3 separate regions of the Mus musculus genome follow, and regions 1 and 2 are each linked to region 3. The links are chromatin contacts, called in public HiChIP or PLAC-seq and promoter capture Hi-C maps. All regions are on one chromosome and are shown on one strand. Each heading gives the region's core, a stretch centred on a gene start, on an enhancer-like site or on the middle of the called end of the contact. The rest is flanking DNA. Distances are from core to core; before and after follow the strand shown. Region 1 overlaps Rras2 (related RAS viral (r-ras) oncogene 2). Region 2 overlaps Pde3b (phosphodiesterase 3B, cGMP-inhibited). Region 3 holds the start of Copb1 (coatomer protein complex, subunit beta 1).

Evidence for each region. Promoter capture Hi-C pulls out the DNA fragments that hold promoters and counts their contacts. HiChIP or PLAC-seq counts read pairs in DNA pulled down with a chosen protein or histone mark.
Region 1: a contact with region 3 is called in an H3K4me3 HiChIP or PLAC-seq map of the 230-238 cell line, with 22 read pairs. The contact joins the enhancer-like site here to the promoter of Copb1 in region 3. A contact is called at or near these places in 9 of 39 promoter capture datasets (the 3T3-L1 cell line, 3T3-L1-derived adipocytes, the C10 cell line and 3 more), 2 of 15 datasets of contacts at CTCF or cohesin (CD8 T cells and large pre-B cells), 2 of 484 Hi-C or Micro-C datasets (CD8 T cells and embryonic fibroblasts), 21 of 115 datasets of contacts at active chromatin or transcription factors (the 230-238 cell line, T-cell acute lymphoblastic leukemia, bone marrow-derived macrophages and 18 more) and 4 of 9 other capture datasets (adipose tissue, embryonic stem cells, liver and 1 more).
Region 2: a contact with region 3 is called in a promoter capture Hi-C map of the HPC-7 cell line. The contact joins the enhancer-like site here to the promoter of Copb1 in region 3. A contact is called at or near these places in 9 of 39 promoter capture datasets (the 3T3-L1 cell line, 3T3-L1-derived adipocytes, the C10 cell line and 6 more), 2 of 15 datasets of contacts at CTCF or cohesin (CD8 T cells and pro-B cells), 5 of 484 Hi-C or Micro-C datasets (B cells, CD8 T cells, bone marrow-derived DN3 thymocytes and 2 more), 10 of 115 datasets of contacts at active chromatin or transcription factors (the 230-238 cell line, CD8 T cells, bone marrow-derived dendritic cells and 6 more) and 4 of 9 other capture datasets (adipose tissue, liver, macrophages and 1 more).

What each region holds. Positions count from the first base shown.
Region 1 is chr7:114,068,095-114,072,755 of GRCm38.p6, reverse strand. The region is part of intron 1 of Rras2 (related RAS viral (r-ras) oncogene 2); the gene reads left to right. Among named protein-coding and RNA genes, the nearest start is that of Gm51454, 34 kb to the right of the region's middle. Within about 2 kb of position 3,370, at least 89 of the 459 cell types and tissues checked have an H3K27ac peak or open chromatin away from gene starts, as enhancers often do. A contact at or near this core is called in the 230-238 cell line, CD8 T cells, T-cell acute lymphoblastic leukemia and 4 more, where this site is marked.
Region 2 is chr7:114,507,546-114,511,843 of GRCm38.p6, reverse strand. It overlaps Pde3b (phosphodiesterase 3B, cGMP-inhibited), which reads right to left. Exons shown (of 16, transcript NM_011055.2): 6 at 3,539-3,749; 7 at 2,932-3,005. Among named protein-coding and RNA genes, the nearest start is that of Cyp2r1, 53 kb to the left of the region's middle. Within about 2 kb of position 2,768, at least 10 of the 459 cell types and tissues checked have an H3K27ac peak or open chromatin away from gene starts, as enhancers often do. A contact at or near this core is called in the HPC-7 cell line and bone marrow-derived macrophages, where this site is marked.
Region 3 is chr7:114,253,078-114,257,303 of GRCm38.p6, reverse strand. Copb1 (coatomer protein complex, subunit beta 1) reads left to right here and starts at 2,624. Exons shown (of 22, transcript NM_033370.3): 1 at 2,624-2,698; 2 at 3,285-3,434. The coding sequence starts at 3,344.

The sequences.
Region 1 (4,661 bases), core at 2,121-4,620, 190 kb after region 3:
TCCACTCAGGTGTGAATAACCTGTCTAACAGGTTAGGATCATGGAGGGACGGGGAGGAGACAGGAAGGGACTAAAAGGAGCTTCATAAGGCAGGCCTGCTCAGGAGCTCACACCATGAACTTGTGATTTGCCCCCGAGTGATTTTTCTTCCATGGAGAATGGAGCTCTTTTTTTTGTTTTGACCAGAACATTACTGATAATTCCTTTTTAATTCAGACTGTTTGGGAGAGGGGCCAGTGCTGAGGGTTGATTTCAAGGCTCTGAGTGCTCCTTCACTCGGTGCTTGGCCGCCAAGCTACACCGCCAGCCCAGAGTTTGCTTTCCTTAAGGTGACCTGGCTTGCTGCAGTGTGCTAGATTTACCCCGGAATATTTCACCTGCTACTGCTGGGTGAGATTGAGGGGTCCGTGGGGAATTGTTACTTTTAATTTGGGAACAGAGGCGGGTGTTAGGTGACAGCCGGTATTAGGTGACATGGTGCTAAGAATGTTGTTTTTAGAAGGAAGCAGAAGCTTGGGAAGAGCCATGAGGAGGGGAAAGGAGAGCAGCAGAGGCTGGGTGGGCAGGAGGCTCCTCCTCCATCGGGCTGGCTCTGCACTTGGGGAAAGCCAGACTCCTACTTTCTGCTTCCTCTTAGGCCTGGAAGCTGATACTGCCTCAGGACTGTATGTCTTGTGTTCTGGACTATGGGGACAACCACAGCCTAGAAAAAAATTCCCTGGGGAAACAAGACTCCTCTAACTGACGTAGAAACACACTCTGCAGCAGAGCAGGCTCGTCATGCACTGGGCTGGGCTTCTTGGTGGTATAGTATAACTAGTCCGTTCACCCCCAGCCCCAGGTCGTGGTGGGGGCTGTGCACAGGAGCTGATGGTCTACAGAGTGACCTCGAGTCCCTTCACACCCTGCTGGCGTTAGGCGGTCTGGGACAATTAGTGTTTACCAGAGGTCTCAGTTTTTTAAATAAAATAAACTAAAGGGGTTCCGGACTTAGTGCCCTAGGGCGTTTATTATGACCATATCTGTAATTCATTCATTCATTCATTCATTAAAAATATAATTGCTTGAGGAATATCAATCACATGGGAACATTTGACAAAGGTTAGAGAGGGCGGTGTGAGAACAAAGGTTCTCTGTGCCCTGACAGCTGCTGCTACAGAGAGACTACTACAGGAGGCTGCTCTGCCCACAGCTGCCTGTGGCTGAGGTGCTGGTGTCTCCAGAGGAATTCCCACTGCATTTGTTTAGTGACTAGAGACTGCTGATGGCTAAGTGTCCTCACCAGCTCAGGGAAGTGGGTTCCTGGCTCCCCATCACTGATGGCTTTCCCCACCGCCGTATTTTGAGATTGTGGCTGTGTCCAAGATGGCAAGGCCCTTACTATGGGGAAGTAAGGTGTGTGAGCTGTGCTATGGAGTGTCAGGTCTAGAGCTGCCTGGCCCGGGGAGTTCATGGTGGGATTTTTTTAAACTGGAACAAAAATCTGTTTAATTTTATTGAAGTCCCAAAGATGGAGAATAAAGCTTGTGGTGCCCCATTCTCCTCATTCCAAGGACATCGCACGCTTAGGTCACACTCATCTCCAAGGAAGTGTTCAAAGTTCAGGGTTCTAATAAGAAAGCTTGCAGAGAGCTGCGATGTGTTCTAGGTGCCTTCTTTCCATTTCTAGGGAGTACACGAGAGACTTCTTCCGTGTGTGTGTGCATTTGTGTGTGTGCATGCGTGCACATGTGCATGTGCGTTTGTGTGTGTGTGTCTCCCAGTTCTCTCTTGAGGCCAAGAAGAGGGTGTCGGATCCCCTAGAGTACTGGTTCTCAACCTTCCTAATGCTGTGGCTGACCCCCAACCCTAAAATTATTTTTGTTGTTACCTCATAACTATAATTTTGTTACTTTTAATGAATCGTAATGTAAATACCAGTGTTTTCCTATAGTCTTAGGTGACCCTGTGAGAAGGTGGTTTGGAGGAACCCCCCCACCCCAAGGTTGAGAACTGCTGCCCTTGGGGTTGTTGGAGTTATACCCCTAGGGGTAGTTGTGAGTCACCAGAGTGACTGAGGATCAAAATCAGACCCGCTGGAAGCTATGGAGTTTTACCACTGAGTCATCTTGGCTCTGACCCTTGGGTTGCCTTTGAAGTTCTCTTTATGTAGGCCAAATGGTGGGACCTCTAGCAGTCCTCTGAGAGCTTGGCCTTGTGGGTGCACACGCTGATCAGGCTGGGAATCTGCAGATCCATAGTGCAAGAGGGTGGAGTGGAGGGAACGGAAGAAGCTGCAAGGTGAGCTGCCTGGATGTCCTGACTGCTGGGTGGAGCCCACACAAAGCCACCTATACAGGGACGCCACGCACTGATGGCTAACTGACAGATGACGACTTGCACCAGGAGGGACCCATGAAAGCCTCTTTGATTCAGGGTTGAGAGTTGTAAGTAGGTTTCTCTAGAGCCTGAGAATTTTATGTCACACACCCCATTCTAGGGACTCTCCCAGGAAACCCACAGGCATTCATGAGAAAGAACATCAAAGTTGATTGGTGTGGTCTTTGACTCTATGCTCTCCTTCAGTTCCTACCCAGGAGCCAGAGATAATGTTGGTGTGGAGCAGGAGAGATGCATAATAAAGGACAGTGCTGCCTTGGCCACCCGTGTTTTACTGAGGCGGGGCTGGGTGGGGGGTTGCCAGGTGAGTGCCGGCAAATATGATCGAGACACCGGAAGAGGTGCATTGAATGTTGAAATTAGAAAGTTCCTGAAAACCACTTGAAGAAGATACTAGTTACAGAGTGAAGACAATGTGTGCTCTCTTGGATTCTGTTCAGGAGCAAGGAGCAACTTGTAGAAGGGCCTAGGGAGAAGTTTACATGTAAAGCCCAGCGGGGTTATTTATTTATACATGTCCCACGTGCACATTTGTGAAAAGGGGAAGTGAGGTAACAAGAGAGACACTGAGTTTTACTCAGTCTACCTCATGGCTCTGAAAACGGGTAAACAGGTAGGTGTTAATTACATGCTAATTATATATATACACATATATATATACACATACATACATACATACATACACACACACACACACACACACACACACATATAATCAGATATGCCCCATTACTCTCCTTCTACTGACTCTATTTCTCTTCCTACCTAGTCCCTCTTTATTTGCCTGTAGATTTTATTTTTATGACTCAGTGAGTTTCATTAGGTTGTTTACAGGATCCTAGGTGAGAAAGTAAGATTTTTTTTTTTTGAAGGTTAAGAGCCTTCTTTGTGGGCATGGCTGGAACCTTGCACCTTGTGCACTCTAGGCAAGCGCTTTACCACAGAGCTGCCCCGTCAGCCCCAGGGGAAGAGGCTGGCATGGGAACATGTGATCATTTTCCCGTGAGAGTGTGGGGTATATGCACTGTAATTTAATAGGCCTACTGTGTGTCATGTGTTGTGCTCTGTACACGTGCCCCCCCCTCCCCCCAAGGCAGTGAGGTTTTTTGTTTGTTTTTTTTCTGTCTCATAGGCAAGGAAGCTGAGGTTCAGACGCACACGAGCTGTGTGGTTTCCTACATGGAGGACAAACAGAGCTAATTTACCCTCAGTCTCTTTCTGCTTCTCTCCGCTGCCTACACACACACACACACACACACACACACACACACACACACACACGGGACAGAGGTGGGGAAACTCAGCCAGCGTGTCCCACACTGGGTGGGGAGAATAGAGGACATGGTGGTCACTCGAGACTGGCAGCCTGATTCCCAGGGGCAACGGTGTGGACTTCTGTTCCTTGGAAGAGGGAATGGGTCCTTGCACCTCTTATCTAGGAGGTTATCTTCCTTCTTGCCACATTTAAAGTAGACTTTGGGTTATGCCTACCTTATCCTTTTTAAAAGCAAGATTTATTTATGTATTTTCCGGGCCTGAACGCTTTGCTATCCGTGTGTATGGGCGCTGCATTTGTCCCTGGTGCTTCAGGAGGACAGACTTTTGATCCCTTGGAACAAGAGTTACAGATGGTTGTGAGCCACCACCACGTGGGTGCTGCAAACTGAACGCTGGTCCTCTGCAAGAGTAGCAAGTGCTCTTACCTGCTCAGCCACCTCTTCCGCCCTTGCAGAGTTATTCAGTTCGCCTAAGGGCTCAGGCATCTGTCCAGCGTGGCTTCTGGACTTGACTTTCAATCCCCTGACTGCATAATCATGCATCGTCTCGCCTTGCTGCCTGCAGCCAGCCTTTATAAATCCTCTAATCAAGAAACCAAGCAGCTACCAAATCTCAGGTTCTGCTCTATTTTGTCATAGGGAAATGTAAAACTTGTTCTGTGGGTAAAAGTGTCTGTAGGGCCATGCTGAATTTCAGTGTTCAGGGTAGGCTCTTAAGGACTTTGCATCTAGACTGTTTCAGAATCCCCTCCCAAGAGAACTGGGCAGGACCTCAAGAAGATGACAGGGGTGTGGGTTTATAAATCTTGCCTTTTCTCATATTTTTGGAAATATTCTTCCTTATTTTATAGGCCAATAGAAAATTTGGTATTCAGTGAATTTTTATTAAATAATAATTCTTAGGCTCTGATGACCTTATTAGCATTGGGTCTGAATTTAAACCGTAGTCTTCCTGCTTGTTTATTGAGTGGCCTTGAAGAAGTAGTGCAGTTCTCTGATGTAAAA
Region 2 (4,298 bases), core at 1,519-4,018, 250 kb before region 3:
TTCTCAAGTTTCACAAGGCCAGTTTCTCACACAGTAGGAAAGAAAGCTACAAAGTTCTGTGAGCCCCCTGTAAAGGAAATCATCTCACCTTCATCATCTGATTCCCTCCCAAAGGCCCCGACACTTCAGGTGTTAGCACCTGAATTTTGGGTGAATAAAAGAAAATTTAGCTTGTACTCTCAGTGTACAAATAACTATTTTTAGTAAATAGAAGGTTACACAGCTATCATGTCATCTACTTTTAGAACACTCTCATCATCTACACAACATCCCTCATGGATGTTTGTTGTTCATCTCCATTCTCCTTTTAGATAGATCTCAACTGTTCTGACATTGTATACATTTACATTTTGAGGATTTCTTGTAGATGTAATAATATTTATTATATATCTATGTATAAAATGTAAGTATTTTGAACCAGGCTTCTTTCACTTAAAACAATATTATTTGTGTTGTTGGTCCATATATCAAAAGTTCATTACTGTAACTGCTAAATACAGTTTACAGACGCATGCCTACAGCATTATCGACTCACAGCTGGAGTTTGTACTGCTCCCTCACCTGCACTATGATGACTAAGGATACATTGTGTATGTTTTCTCCTGGTATATTCTGGACTGTAATACTACTGAGTCATGTAAATCTACATGTAACTTTCTAGAAACTGTCAAATGTTTTTGTACAGGGTCCAAACTCCTCTGCACCCTTTCACAAGTGACTCTCCCTTTGACTTTAGCTATTCTACGTAGAGTATTGCTGTGATCTGTGTAGTAGTAATTGCATTTCCCTAACAATGTCAGCCATCTTTTTCTATTTAATTATCCAGTTAGCTTTTTTTTGTCAAATGACTTTCACTGAAATACTACCACCCTCTCCTCCTACTCCTCCTCTTCTTCATGTTTTATTTGTTTTATGTTATTTTTGACACAGGTTTTACTAGGTACCCAGGCTGACCTCAAATTCATGATCTTTTTGCCCCCTCTTCCTGCATTCATACTATAAGTACTTTACTCCATTTTTATCTAAGTAGTCTGACATACTACTATTAAAATTTTAAAGCTCTTTATACTACTTGGATACAATTTCTATTTAGACAAATAATTTGCAAATATCTCCTGTTACTCTGGATTTGTCCTTTCATTTTCTTATTAGTACCTTTGAATAATAATCCCTTTTATTTCCTTTTTTTGCCTCCTTCTTTAGGTACCAGTGGGTACTGAACTAGGACCTTATTGGTGGTGGTAGGTAAAAGCTCTACCACTGAGCTATATCCTCGGCCCCCTTTTTACTTTTAAATTTTAAGGCAGAGGACTAGGGGGATGGTTCCGCAGTTAACAGTACTATCTGTTCCCCCAGAAGAACTAGGTTCAACTTCTGGCACCCACATGGTGGCTCATGGTGGTTATGGTTAGTTACCTGTAACAAAAATTCCGAGAAACCAATGCCTTCTTCTGGTCCCATAGGCAATGGATGCACACAGTGCATAGACATACATGCAGGCAAAACATATACACATAAATTTTTAAAAGTTGGAAGTTTCAAACATGTTTCATTAATTTTCAGAGAATGGCCTTTATCTATTGTCTAACCAGGCTGGCCTTCACTCTGTAACCCAGGCTGTATACTCCCAAGTAGCTATCAAAGCCTGCCCCAACAGGTTTAACTAAGCTTTAAATTGCTAAAGCCAATTTTTTTCTATTAGAAGTGGTTAAATTTGTACTTAAAAATTATTTTTTCCCAAATTTCTCTCTTTCTAAGTAAAATGTAAGACCTTTAGGAATGGAGCTCAGTTGTAGAGTCCTTGTCAAATAAATATTCACAGCGCTCTCATTTCAAACCTCAGCCACATAAACAATAAGTTAAATATAATAAAAAATTAATAATATTATCTCTTTTGAATTACAGATGTTAGCAGTGGATATAAGTTTTATCAAGTTGAGGAACTATTTAGTCTATTGTAAGTTTGTTTCTGTCAACAAACAAAATTGTTATTGCTTCTTTTCTCTCTGGACACTATCATGTGATCTTATTTCTCTCTTTATTTGGTATATATTATTTATTAACCTTTGGATACCCCATGATTCTTGCATTTTGGAATCCCATGTGACCACAGGGGACATTTTTAGATTTGCATATGAAAGATATCAGTCTGTTGCCTGTTCTTGTGATGACTCCATGTGGTGTTTGAGTAACACAAGTCAAATGAGTAAGCTGCAAGGTTGTGTTGTTTTGGGAAGTGTGTGTGAAAGATTAGTCAGTCTTCTTTTAAACAACCTTATCATATGTAAATTACATAAACAAACAAACAAATAAATAAATATGTTTTTAAAACCTGTTGAGTTGTATACATTTAAAAGTGAATTTTATAGTCCAGAAAGGATTGGCAAGAGCCTATTTCTCTGTTACCCTTTTGCCTAAGATATAGCCTTTTAGAGCTTATACGTTCCATAACAATTTTTTTAAGTTATGGAATAGCTAAAATTTCATCAATAGCATTTCTTGTCTGAGGGTATCAAATGCTTCCAAATGACACTAATCATTTCTCTCAATACCTTAAAACTACATAATCCCTTTCAAACATAAATTGTGTGGTACAGGTTTCCACATTACTAATTCCACTCTTTATTAAAACTAGCCATAACCAAAGACTATATTCATCTGTACAACACATTTCTTGCTCTTAAAAATATGCCCAGCACCTGTCACTCGTTAGTCACTCTTACTAATCCTGGAGAACAAGTAAAAACCACTGTACTGCCCACCATGGAGATGAGGAAGTGTGAGCTGTGATGTCATCAGTGTGGAGTACTCTCCTGCATTTCACCACAGAAAACAAAAACCCAGAAATGTAAAACTAGGGAAATGGATGTTTAAACAAGCACTGTAAAACTAGCCTTGAACTCAAAATACATACAACTAATGCATTCTCACCTGATTTTTCACTGGGGTGGTCTGTACCATCGGGTTCACATGTTGAAACATATTTGAGTATTTGGTGTCCACAGCTAGTAGAATAAAACAGATAAATGTATATATGATAAATGAAGTTTTGTTTTATTTTACCTAAACATAACTAGGAAATCTGCCTGAATTTTAAATGAGATCTCAACTGTAACATATCCTAAGACGTTAATCTGTGCATGAACCTGAATGGTATTATTTAGGAAACTCCTGTGTCCTTAAAGGAAATAACATACATTTGAAAGTCAATTGTGGTGTCTAAGTTAAAACCCTGTATTTCTAAAAAGACCAAATCAACAAAGGACTGCAACATAACCACAAAGTAGTGTATATTAAATAATTCTGTTTACTGAAACGATATGAGGAGTAAAATACCACTGTATTTCACCTCAGAAAGAAATTATTTATCTGAGAAATAATAGCATTAAACTGAGAAAAGCTTTATTTAAAACTACTACATATATCAACGGATACAATTTTAATATATCCTCCACTTATAATACAGAATCAGAAAACTGCTAATTCTTTTAAGAGAACTTGTGATCTAAAACAAAAACAAAGTGGCCATGGTACTGACCTGCTACACAGATTGCTGTCAGAGTTCCTAAGGTACTGATGGAAATCTGCTGCACTTGATACACTGCCCAGTGATCTATGTAAAATAATATTTGGCTTAGTAAGAAAATCAGTGGTATCAGGAAATCCTATGGGTGATCGATTAGTTAGAGAGCCAGCAGACACTGGTACATGGCTTGAAGAATTCAGAAGACTGTGGCTGGGCAAAGCACCTAAAAATTAAGAGAGAGGATATATAAATAAGTATGGATTTATGAGTATGCATTCACTGTATGTGTTTTGAGTTTTCATAAAGAGCATTTGCCTCCTAAAAAATTCAATCACTTAATAAGTTTGTATTTATGCTGGGCTTTGATACAGTCTAAGAATTTAAGCATCTGGTATATTTGTCTGGCATAACAACATATACAATGTAAAAACTGAGTTCCTTTAAACATCTATCTGCACAGCAGAAATTTTTTGAGTTCACATGGGTCTTGATCTTTTATGTTTTATGAAAGGCCTGTGATTGCAAGAAAAAAAGAAAAACAGATCAGCTTTTACATTCTATTAAAAAAAAGCTTGACAATCCACATGACAAAATGTACTGAAATTTTTTCTTAATTCATAATATTCAATATTGAAAAACTAAAGTTCGTAACAACATTAAGCAAACTGACAAATTTCTACTAGCACAGGGATGGGTCCTTTTAAAAGAAACATCCACGAGCTTCCACCTCATTCAACAAACACTTAGAGACTACTTTATGCTAAAAATGTGT
Region 3 (4,226 bases), core at 1,375-3,874:
CCTCTTTCTGTTTAGTCTGTTGTACTCAGTTACTCCATTTAGTCTGCTGGACAACTGAACAGTAAGATTCCCCGAGTCCTGTAACAAAGATATCATCTGGAATCTAAGCATCTTCACATGTAAATCTATGAGCTGGCACAATGAAAAAGAAAACTAGACGTCAGAACTCATGCTCTAAGCTCTTAGTGTTTGACCATTAAGCCATTGGAGCAAGTCTCTTTAGTCCTCAGCTTGTACACTTTTATAATCCTTGATATACAGAGTTTTTTACATTTAAGTAATTTGTGATTTGGAAAGTATTTGAAATAATATAGTTAAAAAGTGTAAAAAGTCTTATTAAAAATTATAAGAATTGGCAAAGCAACAGAAGAATTTGATATCAGTTAAGCTCCATGCTTTAAAGTGCAAAACCATTCATGTTGCCAGTGGCATGTTCAGGTGCAGGCCTAAAATGCTAGCTGTAAGTGACTCAGTCATGAAGAACCTGGAAGTTTAACGTAAGGACCACAACACTGTGGCCCTAAACTGCTGAGCTTCCTTGTTGCTAAACCTAATCTCTACACCTTGTTTGGTGTAATTTCTTTCTATCACCTCTCAGTAAGTCAAGTGATCTTGGAGAACTAGTAACTGCGTTTGTGATGATTCCATGTGAAAAAAGCTGAGTACACAAAAGAAACATGCTTGAATGCATCTCATTCTCAGAGAATTGTGCTGAATAAAGAAAGCTAATCTCAACAATTCTGTTGTATGATTCCATTTAAATGTCAGGATGGATAGATAGTTGCCCGGGTTAAAGTGGGCACCTGGCTGTGACAGCTGGTGGGCAGTAGGAGCGATCTCTGGTGGAACAGTTCTTTATCTGACTGTTGATCATCATACTGAACTAAACATATTGTTTAGAAGCAAGTACATAAGTGAGATTCTATAAACTGGTGAAGTCTCAGTGAGGAGACATGTCAGTTTCCTGCAAGACTTCCCGAGACAGAGGAACTGGGTGAAGAGTAGAGGGCTGTTAGAATCATGTTGTCTTACAATTACCTAGATTAAAAACATCTTTTAAGCATAAGCCAGACGTGATAGCGCTTGTTTGTAATTTTTTAATGTATTGGATGCTTTGAAAGAATAGCAAGAGGCCATTCTTTTTTTTTTGTTTGTTCTTTTGTTGTTATTTTGTTTTCTGGTTTTAGCCCTGGCTGTCCTGGAACTCACTCTGTAGACCAGGCTGGCCTCCATCTCAGAAATCTGCCTGCCTCTCCCTCCTAAGTGCTGGGATTAAAGGCATGTTGTACCACCGCTGACTGGCCGAGACCATTCTTTTTTTTTTTTTTTAAAGATTTATTTATTATTTTATGTAAATACACTGTAGCTGTCTTCACACACTCCAGAAGAGGGAGTCAGATCTCATTACGGATGGTTGTGAGCCACCATGTGGTTGCTGGGATTTGAACTCTGGACCTTTGGAAGAGCAGTCGGGTGCTCTTACCCACTGAGCCATCTCACCAGCCCGGCCGAGACCATTCTTAAATAAAGAGTAGAAATGATAGCGCTTGTTTGTAATCCCAGCACTTGGGAGGCTAAGGCAGGAGAGGAGTAGATTGGGAGTTGGCCAGCCTGGGCAGTAAGACTAAAATCAAAATTCCGAGAGGTAGCTGTTCTCTGTGCTGGAAATATGTAGCCTCTGGTATATTTTGAGTGGTGGGGATTTGTTTTTTAAACCCAATGTTTCCAGAAAAGAGAATTGTTAGAATAGCTGCATTCCAGGTAAATGAGAAAACAGTTTGTATTCTGTATCCTGCAAGTGAGGTTAGCAGGTTTTGTATACACAGTATGTGTATCCATGTTGTAATCCCAACTCCTCAGAAACTGAAGATCACCTTTCAAGACCAGTCTGGCAATCATACTTAAATTTTTTAATGTATTGGATGCTTTGAAAGAATAGCAAGAGGCCATTCTTTTTTTTGTTTGTTCTTCTGTTGTTATTTTGTTTTCTGGTTTTAGCCCTGGCTGTCTTGGAACTCACTCGTAGACCAGGCTGGCCTCCATCTCAGAAATCTGCCTGCCTCTGCCTCCTAAGTGCTGGGATTAAAGGCATGTGCCACCACTGACTGGCCGAGACCATTCTTAAATAAAGAGTAGAAATGATAGTTGTCAGACAACTTCTGATACTCCAATAACTCCAGTTAACTGAATAAAGTCAGATTCAGGTCACCAGAGGTGTTAAGCCCTCAAGTGTATTTTCATATAACCTAGTCATCTTATTAAGGTCTCTGAAATCATCTGCCTAAGAATTGGTTGTTTCCAGTTTATAAGTGAAAGGAAGAAGAAAGTCTGCAGGACTTTTCTGTTTCTCTTTTGTACAGTTTAGTTCCTGGGAAGACAATTCCTAAGGAACTGCTAACTGACCACAGCGCTTAAGTCAGCTCCCAACTCGCTGGGAAAACTAAAATACTTGTTTACACTGCTGCAGAAACCAACTCTGAGAGAGGAAGAAGACAACACACTTCCAGGGCGCAGCTCAGGGCGGAAGAGGCTTGTCCTTTCTGGGTCTCCGTACAGGCTCTGTAGCTGCATCCTTGCTGGTCTCCCCGCCCCCTTCCACGTCAGCCAAGGACTTGGTGGAGCCGTCGCGGCAGCGGCTGTCCGGACCGGTAGTCGGCGGTCCCACGGTTCCCTCCCGGCCTCCGCCCCTCGGAGCCAGGTAGCGACCTGGGCCCCCGAGCCGCGGGGTTGCGGCGGTCGCGCGGGGTCAGCGAGCCACCGGATGGGGAGATGCCGGGCGCTTGACTAGGCCGCGGCGACGGGCGGTGGGGGCGGGGAGCTGGGCCGCGGTCCCCTGGGCGGTGGGACAGGGGTCTGCGCCGCCTGAGGCCTGACCCTGCATAGACAGAGGCCGGTGAGGGGCGGCCGGGATTCCCACGGGGGACCCGCCACAGCCGAGGAGTCCCAAGGTTCTGCAGCGTCTTCGCTCGCGGGCCGCCCTCCTGGAGCAGATCCGACTGTGTTAGGTTGGCAATCACGGCCCCGTGACGTGGTGCTCCGGGTTGTCACTGTGGTGTGGACCTCGACTCCACAGCTTTGCACACCCTGGGTCGGGGAGTGGACGGGTACGGGGACTGAGTGATTGTCACTAGAGTTCACGGAAGGAGAAGGTGGGGAGAGCTCTACAGGTCGTCCGAAGTCACACGCGAAGAACTTCAGGCAGTTTAGAAGATCACGACTGATTTGCGGAATTTGTCTCCCTTTTTTTTTTTTTTTTCTAATGATGTTTGTATTCATTTTTGTAGATTTTCCTGGCACCTTTCGTCCTTTTCATCTTGTATTGGGTTGATTATAAACAGAAACCATGACGGCAGCCGAGAACGTGTGCTATACGTTAATTAACGTGCCAATGGATTCAGAACCCCCTTCGGAAATCAGCTTAAAAAATGACCTGGGTAAATAGTTTCTTAACTCAAATAGGAATTATTTTAATTGATAGATTAAAAACGTAAAAGATGGACAAATTAATATGGTGTTTTTTAATACATATCTATATGGTCTGATATTTAAATCCTGTCAAATATAATTATCTCAAACATTCATCTTTTCTTCATAGTGAAAACATTTCACATTCTTTCATAGAGATTTTTTTATTTTTTTGAGATTTTAAAAATATATATACAGTATATAGTTATTAATTGTAGTATACAGTGTCATACCTGAACTTTTTTATCTTGTACTCAGCAGCCATTGACCAATCCGCCTCTCCCAGCCTTCCTTCCTTCTTACTCTCCTAGGCTCTGTGAGCCACGGTCCTTTTTTTTTCTTTTTGTTTTCCTTTTTCCTTCTTAAATAAAGCCTTACTCTTTCCCTAGGTCAGCCTGGAACTCACTAATAGGCCAGGGCAGCCTCCAACTTATGTCAGGTCTTAGTTCAGCCTCCAAGGGTTACAGGTGCAGGCCACTATTCACCTTTTACTTTCAACTTCTCTGATGATGTAAGTTAATACTTCATAAAATGTTTCTACTCTCAACCTCCTTTCACCTGAGGAAGTTTCTTATTTATTATGTGTGTATGTGCACAAAAATGTGCTAGTCATGTATGTATAAAGTGAATTTATATGTGAGGCCAGGGGTAAACCTTAGGTGCCTCCCTCAATCATACTCCACCTTACTTGTTTTTTTTTAGACTTTGGATTTTTATAAGATTTATTTTTAATTGTGTATATGGGGAGGTGCCCGTGTGTG